Linked DNA regions of Triticum aestivum: region 2 is linked to region 1. The links are chromatin contacts, called in public Hi-C maps. All regions are on one chromosome and are shown on one strand. The core of a region is the stretch at or near the end of the contact, and the rest is flanking DNA. Distances in the headings are between cores, read along the strand shown. Region 1 holds the start of LOC123180126 (co-chaperone protein p23-1). Region 2 holds the start of LOC123180128 (annexin A7).

What was found. A called contact is a pair of places that touch in the nucleus more often than the background predicts.
Region 2: a Hi-C map of leaf shows a contact between it and region 1, with 5 times the contacts expected there. The contact joins the promoter of LOC123180128 here to the promoter of LOC123180126 in region 1. A contact is called at or near these places in 2 of 5 Hi-C or Micro-C datasets (both in leaf).

The regions. Positions count from the first base shown.
Region 1 is chr1D:37,087,638-37,091,880 of IWGSC CS RefSeq v2.1, forward strand. LOC123180126 (co-chaperone protein p23-1) reads left to right here and starts at 2,362. Exons shown (of 6, transcript XM_044592088.1): 1 at 2,362-2,603; 2 at 4,163-4,243. The coding sequence starts at 2,599. It overlaps TRNAL-UAG (transfer RNA leucine (anticodon UAG)), which reads left to right and starts at 3,680; the gene lies at 3,680-3,759.
Region 2 is chr1D:37,391,865-37,396,199 of IWGSC CS RefSeq v2.1, forward strand. It overlaps LOC123180128 (annexin A7), which reads left to right and starts at 2,518. Exons shown (of 3, transcript XM_044592090.1): 1 at 2,518-2,768; 2 at 3,762-4,194. The coding sequence starts at 3,780. It overlaps LOC123180129 (glycine-rich cell wall structural protein), which reads left to right. Exons shown (of 3, transcript XM_044592092.1): 2 at 449-693; 3 at 863-1,347. The coding sequence starts at 468. The coding sequence ends at 1,125.

The sequences.
Region 1 (4,243 bases), core at 1,112-3,611:
TATTTTTCAGCCAGTTCGAAGCTCTGCCTTGTAGATGACCAGTAGCCAAATTAACCCATTGCTCATATGGAGTGTCAGATATGTCAAAGAATTTTTCACAGGCTATGAGCCATCCATTAGGATCCTCTCCATTAAAAAGAGGAATTTCCAACCTTGGTCCTTTGAGAACTGCTTCTGCAAAATATGATGGACCTCCTAATTGAGTAGAATGTTGATTTCTCTGCAGATCATATAGATTTCCTACTGCTTGATACACAGGAGAGACCCCTTAAGCTGTTGTTGTTGTATTGATGTACTGGCCTGTGATGGGATTGTATGTGTGAGGCAGAGAGAAAAGTGGAGCACTAACAGGAGCAAAGTACCCACTGTTGCCTGAAAATCTCAGAGTATGAGCCTGTACTGTTGCACTGACACTTGTAGGAGCTCCTCTGAACTGCCCACTAATTGGATCCTCTTGTTGTGAAACAGTACTAATTCTTGTGCTTTCAGTTACTAACTGTGATACTGGCAATCCAGTTGAGAGACCAGCTGTGTTTGTGACCGGCAAATTCTCTTGTCTTCTGAACTCCTGCTCTAAATTTCTCATCACTGGATCTGCTTCATTCTGCACATTGTTCTACTTTGAAACTGGTACATGACCACCACCAGCTGTCTGACTTTCCTTGACTTTAAGATCTGAAGAGACTGGCTCTGCTTTCTGAGTTGATATGTTCATCTTCTCCAAAATCAACTGTAAGGTTTGCTGAATTCCTTCGTTCATTTCAGAGAGCTTGGCCTCTACTTTCGGCATAGTGACCATCTCTGACTGGAGTTTTGACACCTCTTGTTTGAGCTCTTGTAAACCTTCTACCTCTGCTCTCAAATCTGCTACCTCTTTCTCCACTCGATCCACTGTGATCTGGACCTTGGCTCTTGTGTCCGCCATCTGAGACCGATCCCGCTAGCCTCGCTCAACGGAATCTTCCTCTTGACGCACGGATCCCGTCAGGCGCCGGACTTTTACCATCGAGAGAAGATCTCTCAGCAACCGGATCGGACTCAGAGATCTGCGCCCGAATTTCACCGCCGCCGTGTCGCCGCCACCGGACGCCGCCACCGCAAACTGGGAGGGACGAGAGGGATTTTACGAGAGAACCCAACCTCCTGCTCTCCACAGCCTGATTCGCCGCCGTCAACTCGTCGTTGAGGACTGCAACCTGGCTTTGATACCTTTGTGAGGACCAAATTACCAGAACAAGGCGATCCTCTCAATCTCTTGCATTATCAGTGAAAAAACAGTAGAAATTTAGGGATACAACTTGGGGAATTACGCGAGATCAGAGACCCCGACTTGGTTCGCTAGCTAGGGTTCTACCAACTACAGCATATGCTAAGAATCTTCTTGACCATCTCCTCCCCTTAGCGTGCCTTATAAGCTAACAGGACAGCTCACAGCTCACAACTAACGGCACTGTTACAGATCACAACGGTGTCGACAAAAGTAACAGTTACAGGAAATGGTGAGGATGGAATCCGAGCCGTTGATATCTCTAGCGCTCATCTTGACCGTCGCTTCTCTGAATCTTCGGTGGCTGCATCTCTTCGTCAGTAAACTCTCGGCTTGGGTCCTGACAGTGGAAATGAACGTCCCGGATGGATTTCAATTCAAAACTAATCAGTTTCATCTCTACTGTATACTTAGAAGTACTATTAAAAAGGAGTCCGCGGTTGTGATGGTCGTAATGGTTTCATCACCCCTCCCGTCCCACCTTGCTTTTCTTCATCGAAACGGTTGTGCACATGAAAGAGTGTGCATGATGGCCCTATCTAGTGGTGAGTGGACTGTCTATTGCCATTCATGGATAGCTTGATTGGTTTGTCGTCCAGAATTCGTGGGCACAATCAGTGGCGGAGCTTGGGCTGAATTTGTGGAGGGGCCAATGGGCTGGAGGGGCAAGAAACATGACTTTAGGCTGATTTTATATGGGCTGAATACTAGGGGATATATGCTAGCTTTCTCATGGACTGGGGGGCGATGGCCCACTAAGCTCCGCCACTGGGCAAAATGTCATCCCTGGTGTTATAGGAAGGAGTAATAATCAGGAAATATAGTGTATAATATGGTTACTGTCTCACGTAAATATGAAAAAGAAACGACCTACCATTGTTTTTTTAAAGAAAGCTTAACAGATCATAGATAGAAATAGAGAGATCAACTCTCCACAATTAACAAATCAGAGATAGATACCACGTGACATATGTGATAAGCAATTCAAATAAAAAAAAATTCAGAGTAGATGATGTCAAAAAGGAAAACAAGAAAATCTCAAAAAGAAAAAAGAAAAATCAGAGCCGAAGGACATCGAACGATCTAGAGCCTTACCGAAGCAGCTAAGCCAGGCCCTATTTACGGATTTGCCCTCATTGACTTCCCTCCTATCCTCTTCCACTCCGCCGCAACCCCTTCCTTCCTCAACACCCGCAACATCCTTGCTCGTCGTTTCCTCCGCCTCTCTCTCCTCTCCTCACGCGCTCTCCCCTCCCCTCTGAAGCCGCGACTCTTCTGAACCCTAAACCGTAGATCCCCGCGCAGCAGGAGCGAGATTTACTCCCGCAAGCATGAGGTGATAGCCGCTCGCGATCCTTCTCTGGGCGTTCTCTTGTTCTAATTGATTGACGAGATTCATGTGCGGTCGCGTGGTGGTAGGTCGCCATGCCGCCGGCTGACCGGGCTGGGCTGGGATTGATTGACGGGGCGCTGCTATTTTAGTTTGGTTATTACAGTAGGATTCTGCATATGGTCTTCTTGTCTGTCTGTCTGTCATATACAGTAGTACTAGTTTGTTTAGTCAGTTAGATTAGATTGGATCATGGGTCTGGAAGTTGGGACCTGGGAGTCTGGACATTGCGCCTTGTAAGTTGCTGTATTTCTTGGTTAGGCGGCACAAGCGTGCGTGTCCTAGTTTTTTTGTTCAAAGGGCCGCCCTGTTTTGGCGTTCCAGAGCATGATTGGTTGATTACCATTTGTTTGGCCAACCTCACAAACTATTGGGTGGAATCAAGTGACAAGGTTTTGTTTGGATGTTGCACCTTGTGTGTGCCCCAATTCTTTGCTTGTTTGTTTGTGTGTGATCTTTAGAGATCACTTTTTTGGTGTGATCTCTAGAGACATCAACAATTCTTTGCTAGTTTTGTTGCTTCAGACTCGAGGTTTTGTGTGTGATCTCTGGATAACATATTTTGGTTGTTTGTGTGTGATCTCTAGAGAACATGATAGAAGCAAACGGTCTCTTGGAGTACATAAGAAGCGCAAGTTGCGGTGAATCTGAAACAGCCTAAATCAGATGACTTGCGTTGCTATAGTGATGTCTCACATCGCATTGTATTGTTTCTAATTGGTTATCAATTATTTGGAGGTCTCTCATTGTCCATCAATCCTATCTGTTCTCGCACCAAGAAATTGGTTATCAATTACTCCCTCCGTCCCAAAAAGTTTGTCACTCAAATGGATGTATCGGGAGTACTACACATACATGATCACTAGTTTGAGAAGTTGCCTGTTAGCATATGGATCAAGGATAGGACAAAATATGTATATACTGGAACCAAGACTATTTTCTCTCTCGGATAAGCTGTATATGCAACACTGTGAGTTGTGATTACCATGACTATATGGCTAATACAGATAATTAAGGATCAAGACAGTTTGGCCGAGTGGTCTAAGGCGCCAGATTTAGGCTCTGGTCCAAAAGGGCGTGGGTTCAAATCCCACAGCTGTCAAACTTTTTTTTTTCAATGTACCTTTTATTTTTCTCCTTCTGTAAATCCACGAATCTTGTAGAAGTGCACTAATCATTACTAAATTAGATTATGCACCTTGGAGTTGGGACCTGGGAGTCTGGACGTTGCGCCTTGTAAGTTGCTGTATTTCTTGGTTAGTAGGCACAAGCATGCGTGTTATTGTGATTTGTGATATCCTAGGTTTTTGCTAAAAGGGCTGCTCTGTTTTGGCGTTCCAGAGCATGATTGGTGACTGATTACCATTTGTTTGGCCAACCTCACGAAAAGTTGCCCTTTTTTGGCCAACAAATTGTCTGGCCATTTCTTATTTGTTGATAATGATTTTCGTGATTGTAGAAACGAGATTTGATTGAAATCGTGACGGGGATTGTTTTGAGTGCAGTCGCCACCCGAGCACTAAGTGGGCGCAGAGGCTGGACAAGGTTTACTTGACGATTGAGCTGCCCGACGCAAAGGATGTCAA
Region 2 (4,335 bases), core at 1,268-3,767, 300 kb after region 1:
GCTCCATGGTCGAAAAACCTGTTCTCGGGAATGAAGCTCTCATAGTCAACTCATCACCGTACTCCACCTCCACGGAAAAACACATTTAGGTTTAAGCACAAAGAGAAGCGACTCGTCCTAGCAATTGCTCCAAAGTAGGACCCACACCACTATGTATCTCCTCTCCACCCACATGGGTCCAAGTTCTAGAGCTTGTATAGGTGCACATGGCTTGTGGCCCTCGTCACAAATTGGTAAAGCTAGACAACTCGATATACAATGATTGAGTAAGCTACTATGGCTTTGAGCTGGAATAATGTTTCAGATTGTTACATCAATGGTTATACAATTCATACATGCTATGACAATCTAATATATATACTTCTTCTCCATGTAATATTTCTTTTCTCTCAATATAATTTGCTGAGGATAAATACTTTCACATTTTCTTAGAGATACATCCTTGCAGGTAAGTCAGCAACGCAACAATGGAAGAAGGGAAAGACAAGAATAACACCACCGAGAAGGGGCTGTTCTCAAACATGATGCATGGTTATCCACCTCATGGAGGATACGGATACCCTCCTCAAGGTTACCCGCCACCGGGGGTCCCCTACCCTCCTCCCGGGGCGTATCCTCCTCCACCACAATATGGGTACCCTCAGCCCGGTGGCTACCCACCTCACGGTGGATATCCCCCCGTCGGCTACCCTGGTATGCATTGCTTGTTGATCAGTTATACATAATGCACGTCCTAATTGTGTCGTGTCTGGGGAGTTAATTTGCTCAGTTGGACCTCAATGATATGAGCAACACTGTAATTGATCTTTCAGTTATTAGCTCGGATTTATTTATGTCATCACTTCTTGATAATCTGTTTCAGGCTACGGGGGTGGCCACGGAGGCCATGGCTACGGCGGCGGGCACATGGGCTACGGAGGCGGCTACGGCGGCGGCAGCCATGCTCTCGGGCACCACCACGGAGGCCACGGCTACGGCCATTATGGTCACGGAGGCCATGGCTACGGACACCACGGTCACGGACACTACCACGGCGGGCACGGCTGGGGGCACCATGGCCATGGATATCACCACCACCACCACCACGGCAAGCACGGTTACGGCAAGTTCAAGAAGTGCAAGTGATGTGCGTCTGCGCATGGTGATTGCGCCTCATCAACTATCTTAAGTAAGCTTGGTTCCAGAAATACCCCCGCGGCTGGGAAGAGCGGTAGCATGTCTCCTGTGAGACTGCGATGATGCAATGCACCTGTGCTGTTACGATATACCATATAATTTGGTGCGGTATAGCTAATAAGGTTTGATAATAAGTAGCGGAATCAGATGCCAGTCATTTGCTGCAGTTCAGACGTTCTATTTCGTCCGTACACAGATGTGCTAGCTAGATATCATGCTCGATCAGATCAGTGCTCAGTGCATGCCCCTAGTACACACGTCATGTGAAGGACGGCGCCTGGGTGCGACCGTGGTGATCATCCTGCGCAGTTGCACGGCGCAAGGCCGGCGTTCATCATGTAGTGGCAGGCTGGCAGCCGCTGGGGAGGCGAGCTCCGGCGAGCAGCTACCCCCTCCCTCCCTACCGTGCCACTAATAAGTAGCGGAATCATATACCACATATCAGTCATTTGCTGCAGTTCAGATGTTCTCTTTCGTCTAGCTACTGGCTAGCTAGATATCATGCTCGATCAGATGAGTGGTCAGTTCATACCGCTAGTACGCACGTCATGTGAAGGCCGGCGCCTGGGTGCGACCGTGGTGATCATCCTGGGCAGCCACGGCGAGAGGCCAGCGTTCATCATGTAGCAGTGGCAGGCTGGCAGGCGCCGGGGAGGAGAGCTCCGACGAGCGGCGACTCCCTCCCTCCGTGCCGCGCCGTTCCTGGCCGTCGTGGAGGCAGCAAAAGAAACCAGAGCACAGCGTCGCACGCTCAAACGAGGCTCGTTTGTGTAGGCAAACACACAGGCTCAAGCGAGAGCAAAGAGAGTGTTTTTCTTTTTTGAGGGAAATCATGGTCTCTTTATTGCATGATAATATATGGTACAATTGTAGTGTCATTCCGCTGCAGCAGCCAGTTATATCGACCATGAGCTAATTAATGATACAACGCTTTTTATAAAATTGTGAGCCTCCATATTGGACATTCTGCATTCATGGATAATCCGGACCAATGCTTTTTTTGGGGGAGCAAAGAGAGTGTTTGGGATAAAGACTGGCCCAATGCTTTTGGACTCCTAATCTGCTAATTTGCCCGTCGCGTCTGCCTGGGCTGGTGGACCGAATCCAGGCCCAGCCGGAGAAGCGCCCACACGCGCCACGTGCCGGCTGGTCGTCGTTTCAACGCGCAAATATCCCCTGAGCAAAGCAACGTGGGGTTCCTTCGCCGCGTTGCTTTCTTGCTCGCCCCCACGACGGACGACGCGCTTCGGCCGCGCCTGCCTCGAGCCGCGGGAGCCCAGGGCCCCCACCTGTCATCCACGCGGCGTACCAATGTCAAATCCTATCCATCCACCCACGAATAATAACTCCAGGCCGCGGGACCCGCCCGGGATTCGGTGCGCGGGCGAGGAGGAAGGTGCCAACGCCTGCGATGCGAGCCGGAAGGAAGCGCGTACACGAGCCCACCGCCCCTGTATAAAATCCCCCAGCACACACAGCCACAGCAACCCAATATACACGGAGAAGAGATCGTCATCATCCGCCAAACCAGATCGGCTCGGCTGCTTCCTCTTCTTCAACTTCGCAGAATCGCTGGTCTTCTCGTCCTCTAGGTATGCGCGCCTCCTTATCCATTCCATGCTCCTACAGTCCTGCGAATCCGCGGCCCCTCTTGGCTCCGAGTAGTAGATCGTGGTAAATTTTACTGGAGGGGATTTTTTTTTTTGCTCTGTTCGACCAACTGGGTGGGGATTTTTTCCTTTTCGAGGTCGGCCCTGGGAAAGGGGGATCGGTCACGGATTTGGCTCCGCTGGATCTGAGTGGCTGGTTGCCGTGAGAAAACCCAGTTCGTCGTTGTGGAAAGGGCGCCCAAATTAGCCGTTAATGTGTGCGAAGTCATGCCCGAGGACTTTCGTCAGTTGGATCGACGCGGCTCTTAATCGATCGATCGATCATGCCATTAGTTTGGCAGGGTTGTTGTGGAATTCGTAGTCAGGATGCGTAAGCTAAATCTAGCGCTACTTGCACTGGGTTTGGGTAAAAAAACTCGCAGAGTCTCTCCGATTGGTTAATAATCATGTATGTATGCCCTTCCTTCATGTTTGATTAGCACATGCATGTTTCAACCGTCTTGTATGAATAGGTTGCCGCTTGTTAGGCACGATGGACATGGTTTGGTCAAGTGGAAATTGAAATGGGAATTGAGTAGGCAGTTAGGCACGATGGCTGGTTGTTGCTGCCCTGTTTATTTTAGTCAGAGGACCATGTCTGATTGCTTGCACGCAGCACTCACTCAAGAATATGGTTCTTTTACCAAGTCAAATGTTCTGTTGTGAGGACGGCTAGTTCTGCTCTAGCTGGCATAAACACATCAATGTGGTGCTACCAGCTCTCGAACCGACAAGAAAATTTGTTAACTGTACATACATAACATGTCCTGGTGGCAATTCATATGCTTGTATGCAAAGATTCCTTGATCGTGAAATTCGACTAGAAAAGGAATGTGTGGCGCTGCTGCTGTTGTAATGCCAACTTGTATGCTTGTAGACAGCAAGATTTCTCTATCGTGTACTAACATTTGCCTACCTGATCAACAATTTGTACAGTTAAGTCCCTCGACAGCAATGGGAGGAGGCAACGACGGTCATGGGTACCCACCCGGTGGCCAGGGGGGATACCCTCCGCAAGGGTACCCGCCGCAGCAGGGAGGTTACCCTCCACAGCAAGGATACCCGCCTGCACCTGGAGCTTACCCACCTGCACCTGGGGCATACCCTCCTGCACCTGGGGCATACCCTCCTGCGCCCGGAGCGGGTGGCAGTGACGGGGAGAAGGGGCTCCTCTCCAACATCATGCACGGTGTTGCCGGTGCTCATGGTGGTGGCCATGGCTACCCATCTGGTGGCCACGGGTACCCCCCGCAGCAGCATGGATACCCTCAGCAAGGCTACCCTCCTCAGCATGGCTACCCACCGCAACAGCATGGCTACCCTCCACAGCAGCATGGCTATCCCCCTGCTGGCTACCCTGGCTCATCTGGTATATACCACTCCCTTGTTTTTCAGTCATTGATATTGATAAGGATCTGTGCAAAGCCATCATAGCACCCTCTCTGTTAGGAACATTTACATTTCCACGATTTCTATGCATTTATATGTGTAGTATGTGCTGGATTGATAT